Linked DNA regions of Mus musculus: regions 1 and 2 are each linked to region 3. Evidence: chromatin contacts called from public promoter capture Hi-C data. All regions are on one chromosome and are shown on one strand. The core of a region is the stretch at or near the end of the contact, and the rest is flanking DNA. Distances in the headings are between cores, read along the strand shown. Region 1 holds the start of Mrpl17 (mitochondrial ribosomal protein L17). Region 2 holds the start of Cckbr (cholecystokinin B receptor). Region 3 holds the start of Apbb1 (amyloid beta (A4) precursor protein-binding, family B, member 1).

Region 1 (3,248 bases), core at 576-3,075, 230 kb after region 3:
AAGAGGTACAGGGCCCATCTAAATTAGTGTTGAGATAAGCAAACTGAGCCAGGAGGTAGTGCCCCATACCTTTAATCCTAGTACTGAGGAGGCAGAGGCAGGTGGATCGCTTAGTTCAAGGCCAACCTGGTCTACAAACAGAGTTCTAAGACAGTCAAAGAAACTGTCTCAGAAAAAACAAAACCAAAGCAAACTGGCACTGTGTGGTGGTGAACACTTGGGAACACAGGGACAGGAGGACTGCTGCATGGTGGATATAGTCTGGATTACACAGCAAGATCCCCTCCCCTCCAACAAACAAGCAAAACTAGACCTAGAATTTAGAACCTAAGTTGTGAATTTACTGTCTTAGGAGGCTGAGCATCTGGATGCCTCTTACTTTCCATAAATCCTAGGGAAGGACAAGAAAGTCAATATCTTATATTCATATTAAGACTTTTATCTTCTGTGCAAAGAGGATCGTGTGAGTCAGCAGGGAGGTCTGGGTCTCATTATGAGGGGGCTTTACAATGCTACTTCCAGGCCTCACACACTACACGAGCTCCAAGACCCACGAACACGGGCACCACACCTATGCACCACTCTCCAGCTCCAGTTAAGTCTTTGGTGTTTGAACTGTACAGGAGCTGTGGAGGCTTGCGTCCTGGTTATGGTGCAGGTCCTGCTGCAGTCCCAGGAGCAGCTGGTTTAGGAGAGTAAGGTTGCTGTCTCTGTGAGGCAGAGGCAGGGGAGGGAGGTAGTTCCCTTTATATTCTATCACCGCCATCTTGGCCCGATCTTGCTCCTTCCGATTCGGGATCTGTAGCATTCTTGTGTAGTTCCCATTCTGACCTTGGAACCGAGGCGCTAGCACTTTAAACAGCTTTGGGATCAAGTCCTTCTCCTAGATGGGGAGAGTTAATCAGAAAAAATAGTCACAACTGTAGAGGCATTTAACTATAGATTATTCCCAGAGGTAGGGTTCAAAACCATCTTCACAGGCTTTCCCACCACCCATTCAGGTACCAAGTTACACAGAAACACTTACAGGAAGTTATGCGGATGCTCATTTTACCCAAGTCAAATAAGAGAAATACGTGTCTAAGGTAGTTCGCAAGTCTGGTACATAAAAGAATGCCCTGCCTTCAATCTGCCAGGTACCCGGTTCTCTAAGGATTCCTTCCTCACTAGCAGGTAGGGAGCACTCACTGTGAGCCAGAAGTCAGCCATACGCATGGCTCGTTCGTTGGTGTCGCCCAGCTTTCCATAATCGATGAGCTGTGAGGACAAAACACATGGATGCAAGACGAGTCAAGAACCGAGGCGCCCACCTTACTCTTCTGTCTTACCTTCATCCAACCATCCCACCAGCTAAGCTAATTCTGGGCGCTCCTTCCTTCGGAGCCCCAACCAGCCTTCCATTTGCTGCGCAGGAGTGACGCGTTCAGCTGAGTGCCACACGGGAATTCGCTACCGTGGAAAGTTCTCCCAGCGTGGCCCTACTCCCCACACACGGCCAGAGCGGCGGTCTGAGGCTGGACCCGGCGGTGAATAGCTTGGCTCTCACCTTCTCCGCGTAGCCCCTCATCTCGTCCGCGCGTGCCCATGTCGCCTCGATGCGTTCGTGGCGAACTAGGCCCGTGAGCAAGTTCCGCAGCAGATGGATGCGGGACTCCGGACCCAGGCCCAGGCGGCGGTAGACGCGGCCGTGGGAGATAGCGGCAGCCAGCGACAACCTCATGCTCTCACCTCAGCCCCTCCTCTCGGGGGCCCGGAAAGGGAAACTCCGAGCTGTGTGTGCGCGCGCGGGGAGAGGGGGAGCAGAGGGGCGGAGGCACGTCTCAGAGGACGCATGCGCAGTAACTCGGCGCGTGGCTACCGCGTTTGCGCGTGCGCATCAGAGCCTGCCTAGCTGGCAGTCTGAGGGAGGGCGGCCCGACGTGTTGACGTTTCTGGAGCGACGAGCTGGGCGGGCCTCAAGGTCTGCGGTGCTCTGTGGCGAACTGGGATCTCGGCGCCCCCTGCCGGGTTTCTCTTGCACTGCGTCGGCTGGCTGGGGCGTTCTTGGAGGAGGCGCCTTCCGGGCGGAGCATGCCGGGAAAGTGAGTACCTGAGGAGAACTGCGTCAGAGGGGTGGGCCTGTGGTGGAATGTGGCGCTCTTGCCTGAGGAGTTGCAGTCCTGGCTGGTTTTGTGACGATGCCAGTTTAAACCCAGTCTTTATTAGTGATAGTGAGATAAATTATGTCCAGGAAAGCTGCAGGTATTATGTTCTTTTATTGACATAAATAAAAACCTAAGTTAGCACTAAAAGCTAAAGTAATGGACAAATACCTGACATTTAAAAAAAAAAAATTATTCTTTTCTCATACAATATACCCAGACTGCAGCCTCCTCTCCCATCACTCCTCCCAGCCCCCACTCTCCTTTCTCCCCTTTCTCCCCCTAGAAAAGAGCAGACCTCCTAGGGACATCAACCAAAGCACAATAAAACCAGGCACAAGGGGGTGGGGCAAAAAACAAACAAACAACAACAACAACCAACAAAAAAACAAAAACCAGGCACAAACCCTAACATCAAGTGTGGACAAGGAAACTCACTAGGAGGAAAAGAGTCCCAAGAGCAGGCAAAAAAGTCAGAGACATCCCATCTCCCACTATTAGGAGTCCTCCCAAAAAACCAAGCCAACAAACTATAACACATTTGCAGACAACCTAGGGCAGAACCTTGAGGGCTCCATGATTGCCCCTTCTTTGAGCTTCCATAAGCCCTGCTCAGTTGATTCTACAGGCTGTCCTCACCTGTGTTCGACCCCTCTGGCTCCCACAATTATTCTTCCTTGTCTTCTGCTGGGTTTCCCGAGCTCCAAGGGGCGGGACCTTATGTAGGCCTCCAACCCAGGTTCTTTCTCCTCTTAATGTTTGTCAGTGGGCCTCTACATCTCCCATCAGCTGCAAGAGGCAGCCTCTCTGATGACGACTGAGTTAGGCACCAATCTATGAATCTAGCAGAATATCACTAGGAACCATCTCATTGAATTTTTTTTATTTATTTTCGGCACTACAGTTTGGTTCTTCCCTAGGTCTCTGGGTGGATGAATACTTTTTCTTAAAAAAAAAGTTCTGTGTGTTTGTGTGTGTGTGTGTTCCCTTCCATTGCTCAGCATCCTTATGGCTCTTTGAAAACAGTTTTCTGGGAGGAATTGGGTGAAAATATAGTCTAGCTCTAGTATTTAACAAAATGATGATCATATTAGGGCTTATTTAAAA
Region 2 (2,937 bases), core at 231-2,730, 160 kb before region 3:
AGCATCTATACAGCCCTGATTTCCTAATTGTTCAATGTGCACATCCTAATGATTTTTTGTAGGACTGTGTATTGCAAACTCTGGCTTATTTGGTAAAATCCCCTCTAAGTGGGAGTTCTTCATGGACAGACTCATTGCATGAAAGGGTGGCACAAAAGTCCCATAATTAATACCTGGATACATAGTTTTCTGGATAAGTGAGTGTAAGCTACATCCATGTCCCTCTCTCTCCCCCCTACATTCCCTTTGTCCCCGTGTTTCTCAGTGCTACCGTCATCCAATGTGGGAAAAGCTCATCGGATTATCAGAGATGCCACCTGTGCTGGAGCTGAGCAAACACCAGGTTCCTCTGATCCCGGGCTCTCAGACAAGCAGAGGTGACAGTGGAGGGAGGGGGTGATGACATCCCAGGCTTAGCCCCTCCTCCAGCTCTGCAGTCCTTATGAACTCAATGCTGACTGATCAGGTCCTTTCCAAAACAGTCAGGATACTGAATCCGAATTCCCCATGTATCTAGACTACCCCACCCCCACTCTAATTCTCTCTTCCTCTGTCTCCACCCCCCCCCCCCAACCTCTGACAGCCACTTTGGGATCCCAAAAGATATTTCACATCACACTAGAATTTCTTTGGAATGGATGACACTGGTCGAAACAAGGCCACAAAGTAGAGGAGGCCAGTCCTGCCTCAGGAAGCGGAATCCACTTCATTGGCGCCTTCAGTTTTGTCCAACCCCTACCCCGCCCCCGCCACACTCCAGTGACCCAGTCCTTTTCTGATCCCCTCTCATGGGAACCCAGCACCCTACTCCCTTGCTGTATCCGTGCTGAGGGCAAATGGAGCATCATCGTTTCAGGTGGGGGTGGACGCTGCCTAGAGACTAGGTAGATGACCAAGCTGCCTGCTCCCTATCTTTCACCCTAGTCAGGGCCAGAACTAGAACCCTTACCACACCTCAACTCAGTTCATTTAGTGCATTTCTCACCTCAATTCCCCGCCGCCCCCAGTGCCCTAGTCCACTCTAGCCCTTTTCCTTGTACAGTCTCCATTGTGAGCAACTGCGGCCCTCCAGGACCCTCCGAGTCTTTGAAGAAAAGGCCTGGGTTTGGGGTTTCAGATAGGAGGTGGGATGTACAAAGGCAGAAGCTAGCCTTCACGAAAGAGCTAAGGTAGCTGATACTGTGGTTATCACTGCGGCCACTGCGGCAGAACTCGGTAACTGCGGCTCCAGACAAACTAAGGCACCTGCTCTGTAGCGGGGACCCTGGGACTCAAACCGGATCACCACCGCCATCACCACGTCTTCTAAACCACCAAAGAAAGATGCTGGACCGCACAGCAGCTACCCCATCACACCATCCCCTCCAGCAGGCGCACGTGTAAACACACACACACACACACACACGAATTTCCAGAACTGGGGACATTGGTATGAGAGGTGGGCAGAAAAGACATTTCTAAGAGAAGGAGAACCTAGCGCGGGGGCGAGCCTGCCTGGAGTGCAGTCACCCAGGAGCGCGCGCACGGAACTCTGGAGCCAAGGAGGCGCGCCAAGAGTCACCTGGTGGGACAAAAGCCGCCCAGAGCTTGGGACCGGCTGGGTCTAAGGGAAGGCTGGTGGCAGAGTGGAGGAGTAGGGGCCAGGGCAGGGGGCGGAAACTAGGAGGGGCTGGCGATGTGGTGGGCGGGAGCCTGAGCGAGCAGCGCCGCGGGAGCAGGTGGAACCGGTGCTGGAGCTAGCTTAGTTGGAGCTGAGTGGGACTTCACAGGAGCCATGGATCTGCTCAAGCTGAACCGCAGCTTGCAGGGACCAGGACCCGGGTCAGGGTCTTCTTTGTGCCGCCCGGGTGTCTCCCTCCTCAACAGCAGTAGCGCCGGCAACCTCAGCTGCGAGACCCCTCGTATCCGCGGAACCGGGACCAGAGGTGGGTGCCTCCCTAAGCCCTTCTCACTGCACCACACAGCACTATTCGAGAACCCCTTTGACCTCTACACTGTCAGCTGCCCATAGCTTACCCTGATAGGACTTCCTCAGCTCCCACCTAGGTCCCTCCCCTCCACACACTGGCTCCCAAGCTCTCCTGACTCCAACACCTTCACACCATGCTTCAGAGCCCTGGCCTCATACTTGCCCTGCCATTAGCTACCTAGATCATTCTCAAGTTAAGCATCACACAGCTGGGAAGCAAGGACCTCTTCTTGTCAGAGGGTCTAGCTTTCTTTTCCAGTTTACAGAGCCAGTACTGAGGGAGAGGCAGGAACCAGGGAAAGAAAGGCAAAAGAAGGAGGCTGGGCCGGTGAGGGTAGAAGCTCTCTGGACTGCATGAATAAGAGTTGTAATCATCCCCCTCTACCCCAACCTTCCGAATGAAATATTCTCAGATCTGAATTTAGCAGGCACTGGGGGAAGTTACCTTTCTTGTTTCATTTGTCCCCAAACTCCTCTGCTCCCAGGGTCCTTCATCCACCTATGTGCTTTCTCTGTCTCTCTGAAGGTCCCCAAGTCCCTTCCAAAGCTCCCCAAATATCCCTTTTCTCACTTGCCTAGAACTAACTTCCCCTGGCAACAGTCACCCCATTCCTTTGTGTCACCTTCCCTTCGTACTGCTTTCCCTCATCCCAGCTTCAAAATGACTCATTCCTTCCATCAGTAGCATCTTCATTGCTTCAATGAACATCTTTAAATGTATGCCCCCCCCATCCCTATATTTGCTTGCAATGTTTAATGAACGTTTGTTAGGCTTAGCACTGGGGACACGGAATGAACTAGACACAGACTGCAGTCTCAGCAGTCTGCAGCCAAGTACACAGGGACAGAGACCACGGGTAACAATCACTGCCTGGAAATCCCACAAGAGGGTCTGATTGGGATGTGGACATCCAAAGTAATTGGGGGTCTGGTAACTTCACTGGGGGTGGGAGGTGGAACCTAGGAGC
Region 3 (3,007 bases), core at 419-2,918:
AGAGGGAATAAACAAGAGCAGTCAGGGGGGCTGTCTTCACTAAGTGTGACAGCAATTGAGCTCCAGTGACATTAGCAGACCTGAGAAATATTGAAGTCGTGGGCATGACAGAGCTTGGTGAGATCTGATGTCGAGAGGTGAGGGTGAATGTTGCTCAGACCCCACCTCACTGTGACCATAACCTGAACTGAATGGACAGATGTCATTGAGAGAGGCTGAAGGAACAACAGACATGTAAGTGAGGTATGAGGGGAACAAGAGATGTTAATTAATTCACCTTGAAATCTGTAGGTTTGGAATTCCTGTTGAACTGTTCAAAAGGATGTCAGAGGACAGTTGAGTATATATGAGTTTGCATTTCAGCAGTGGTCTGGGCCAGACAAATAAATTTGGGACTCAGCAGCTTATATATGAAATTTAAAGAGTTAGACATGCAAGAAATGGTCAAGGGAAAAGGTCAGAGTGAAAGAACGCAGCTCAGGCCAGAATAGCATCACATATGCAGAGACGAGACAAGAGAACACTTCAAAGCAATAGACAGTGCCTAGGAGGAAAACCAGGAAAAAAAATGCTTCAAGGAGACTGACACATACTCAGTGGTAATGGGCTCACAGCCGCCAAGTGTCCATTGGAGTTACAAGGAGGGCTCCAGTGACCTTGCTCAGAAGCTTCGGTGGATGTCAGAGACAGAATGGAGTGGATTTTTAAAATGAATGGGAAATTAGGGGCTCAGAATGCAACCTACAAACAGGACTCGGAAGAGGCTGGAAATAACATCTGAATTGGAGAGGGAAAACTGCTCCTAAGGAGCACTCTAGTCGCTGCTAGGCCTCTCTGTCAGGCTGAGATGGGAACCCCGCCGGTCCCAGGGCACACCCCTCGGTCGCTGAGGACAACAGAATGCAGCTTGACAGATCCCAAGCCTGGGGCTCTAGTCTGGAATCGCACGGCCTGGCTCCTACCCGGATCCAAGTCCCCTTCCCAGCATTAGACGTCCCCTCCCCCACTCTTCTATCGCCCCTCGCTCTCCCCCCCCCCCCCCCGCTCACCCCCTCCTCCCCGCCCCCGCCGGGCATCCTAGAGGATCAAGAAGCAAAGCTTTGGGGAGCGGTCGGTGTTAGGACCAAAGTGATCCTGCGGAGGGTGATTTTGCAGGCCCGCGGTAGGAAGGCGGCGAAGGGAGTTGGGTGGGGGGTAATCAGGCCTGGCTTGGAGACCTGGACTTCTGAGAAGAAGAGGCTGCAAGGGTTAAGGGCTGCTGAGGCTGGGGATCCTGCTCCCGGGGCTGGGCTGGAGACGGAGCAGCACCTACCTGCGCGGCGAGGCCCCAGGCCCAGGTGGCGAAGGTAGCTCAAGCTGCAAGGCTCCCGCAACACCGCAGCTTCTCCATCACAACATCCCCCGCCCAGGAGCGCGCAGGCCGCGAGGCCGCGCCCCGAGCGGCGGAGCCGCGCACGGGAGGGGGAGGGGCGCCATCTTGGCCGGGGCGGGGCGCGCGAGCGAGTGCGAGCCGCACTGGCTGCAGCTGCCCCAGCCGCACCCTGCAGACCCTTGACCCTCGCAAGCCCTGCGTCCCAGGCCTCCTGTCTATCCCCGCACGGCTGCACCCAACTCCCAGGACCCTGCCCAGCTCTCCCCTTCCATGCCACCGTGGACTCACCTCCGCGTCGGTCCTGCACCGACGCCGGGAGACGCGCCTAGAGCACGGAGTCTGATCCGCTAGGGAGGGGGGAAGGAGGAGGGTGGAGAGAGACACGGGTGCTGGGACCGTGGCTGCGCCTCAAGAGGCTGGCAGCCGGCTGCTCTCTGGCTCTTGTGGTAGCACTCCCTGACGTCCTGTGGATAATAATAGCGCGTATTTATTGACCGCTTACTCTGTACCAGGCTCTATGTTCAACCATTTGCTTGCATTCATCCTCAAACCAGCGCTGTGCAATTCCCACAATTGTTGTTCTCGGGATTTGAGAGGCAGGTGCTGACATTCTGAAGGGTAACACGACTTGCCCTCAGTAACAGAGTAAGTGGTTAAACTAAACCAGAACTGAGATATTTCTTACACTCTACCCGTGCCTCTGAATATAAAGCTATGACACAGCGTCCCCCACCCCGCCTCCCCCCCCCCCACTGCACTCCAGGGTAGAAATTAACTCTAGGAAAGGACCAAATGGAGAACTGAGTGGAAATTAAACAGAAATGCTGTACTTGGCTATTTTCCTGTTCACTGCAGGCCCTGGATAGACAATGAGGCAAATCTTAATGGTCAGATCCCTGACATCAAGGGCAAAGAGGGGCAGAAACCCCAAAAGCATTGTCCCCTGAGCTGTGGGCTCGGTGGGCTCTGAACATACTGAAAAACTGATTGGAGATGCATCTAAGTCTAACAGTGCCCAAATCTAAATTTGTTATTTCATCTTATGTTCATCTTCTAAAGAATTTCCCTGACGTGGAAAAGTACACACACACACACACACACACACACACATACTCTTAATGCAGGGTCACTTTATCAATCTCTGGCTTGTTCAAAGCAAGTACTCCAAAGTACTTTGAATATACTTTCATTTATCCCTGGGTAAATATGAATGTTTTAAATTTTTGTTATAGACATTTGCACTTATGTGCAAAAGTGGAGCAGTGTAACAAAACTCCCTATGTCCATCACTCATCTTGTACAGTTACTGACTTGTGGCTAAGAATCCATTGTAATCTGACAAGCACCTAGGAAATACAAACCATGTTGGATCCCAAGCCGGACATAAAGATCCCCAAAAGAATCTGGTTCAGCTGCATCCCACCTGGAAGACACGCACCTGACCTGGATCCTTGAGAAATGAGCACGTGTTACCTAGAAGGACATTCATTCATTCACTCACTCACTCTCAGCAAATAGGTGTATGGTATGACACACTGTCCTTGGTGCTAACACCCAGAAAGCAAAAGAGAGTTCCTGCTTTCATTCAGCTTACAGATTAAAAGAGGGAAGAGACACCACATAGGTAATTAAAAT

Evidence for each region. Promoter capture Hi-C pulls out the DNA fragments that hold promoters and counts their contacts. Capture Hi-C pulls out chosen DNA fragments and counts their contacts.
Region 1: a contact with region 3 is called in a promoter capture Hi-C map of neural stem cells. The contact joins the promoter of Mrpl17 here to the promoter of Apbb1 in region 3. A contact is called at or near these places in 17 of 39 promoter capture datasets (the 3T3-L1 cell line, 3T3-L1-derived adipocytes, the C10 cell line and 11 more), 1 of 15 datasets of contacts at CTCF or cohesin (embryonic stem cells), 5 of 484 Hi-C or Micro-C datasets (CD8 T cells, cerebellum, embryonic stem cells and 1 more), 9 of 115 datasets of contacts at active chromatin or transcription factors (craniofacial prominence, embryonic forebrain, embryonic stem cells and 3 more) and 3 of 9 other capture datasets (adipose tissue, liver and macrophages).
Region 2: a contact with region 3 is called in a promoter capture Hi-C map of adipose tissue. The contact joins the promoter of Cckbr here to the promoter of Apbb1 in region 3. A contact is called at or near these places in 3 of 39 promoter capture datasets (embryonic stem cells, liver and pre-B cells), 5 of 484 Hi-C or Micro-C datasets (cerebral cortex, embryonic stem cells, nephron progenitors and 1 more), 2 of 115 datasets of contacts at active chromatin or transcription factors (both in embryonic stem cells) and 1 of 9 other capture datasets (adipose tissue).

Annotation. Positions count from the first base shown.
Region 1 is chr7:105,809,262-105,812,509 of GRCm38.p6, forward strand. It overlaps Mrpl17 (mitochondrial ribosomal protein L17), which reads right to left and starts at 1,826. Exons shown (of 3, transcript NM_025301.2): 1 at 1,547-1,826; 2 at 1,189-1,257; 3 at 1-883. The coding sequence starts at 1,720. The coding sequence ends at 596.
Region 2 is chr7:105,424,251-105,427,187 of GRCm38.p6, forward strand. It overlaps Cckbr (cholecystokinin B receptor), which reads left to right and starts at 1,481. Exons shown (of 5, transcript NM_007627.5): 1 at 1,481-1,925. The coding sequence starts at 1,775.
Region 3 is chr7:105,579,823-105,582,829 of GRCm38.p6, forward strand. It overlaps Apbb1 (amyloid beta (A4) precursor protein-binding, family B, member 1), which reads right to left and starts at 1,669. Exons shown (of 15, transcript NM_001253885.1): 1 at 1,313-1,669.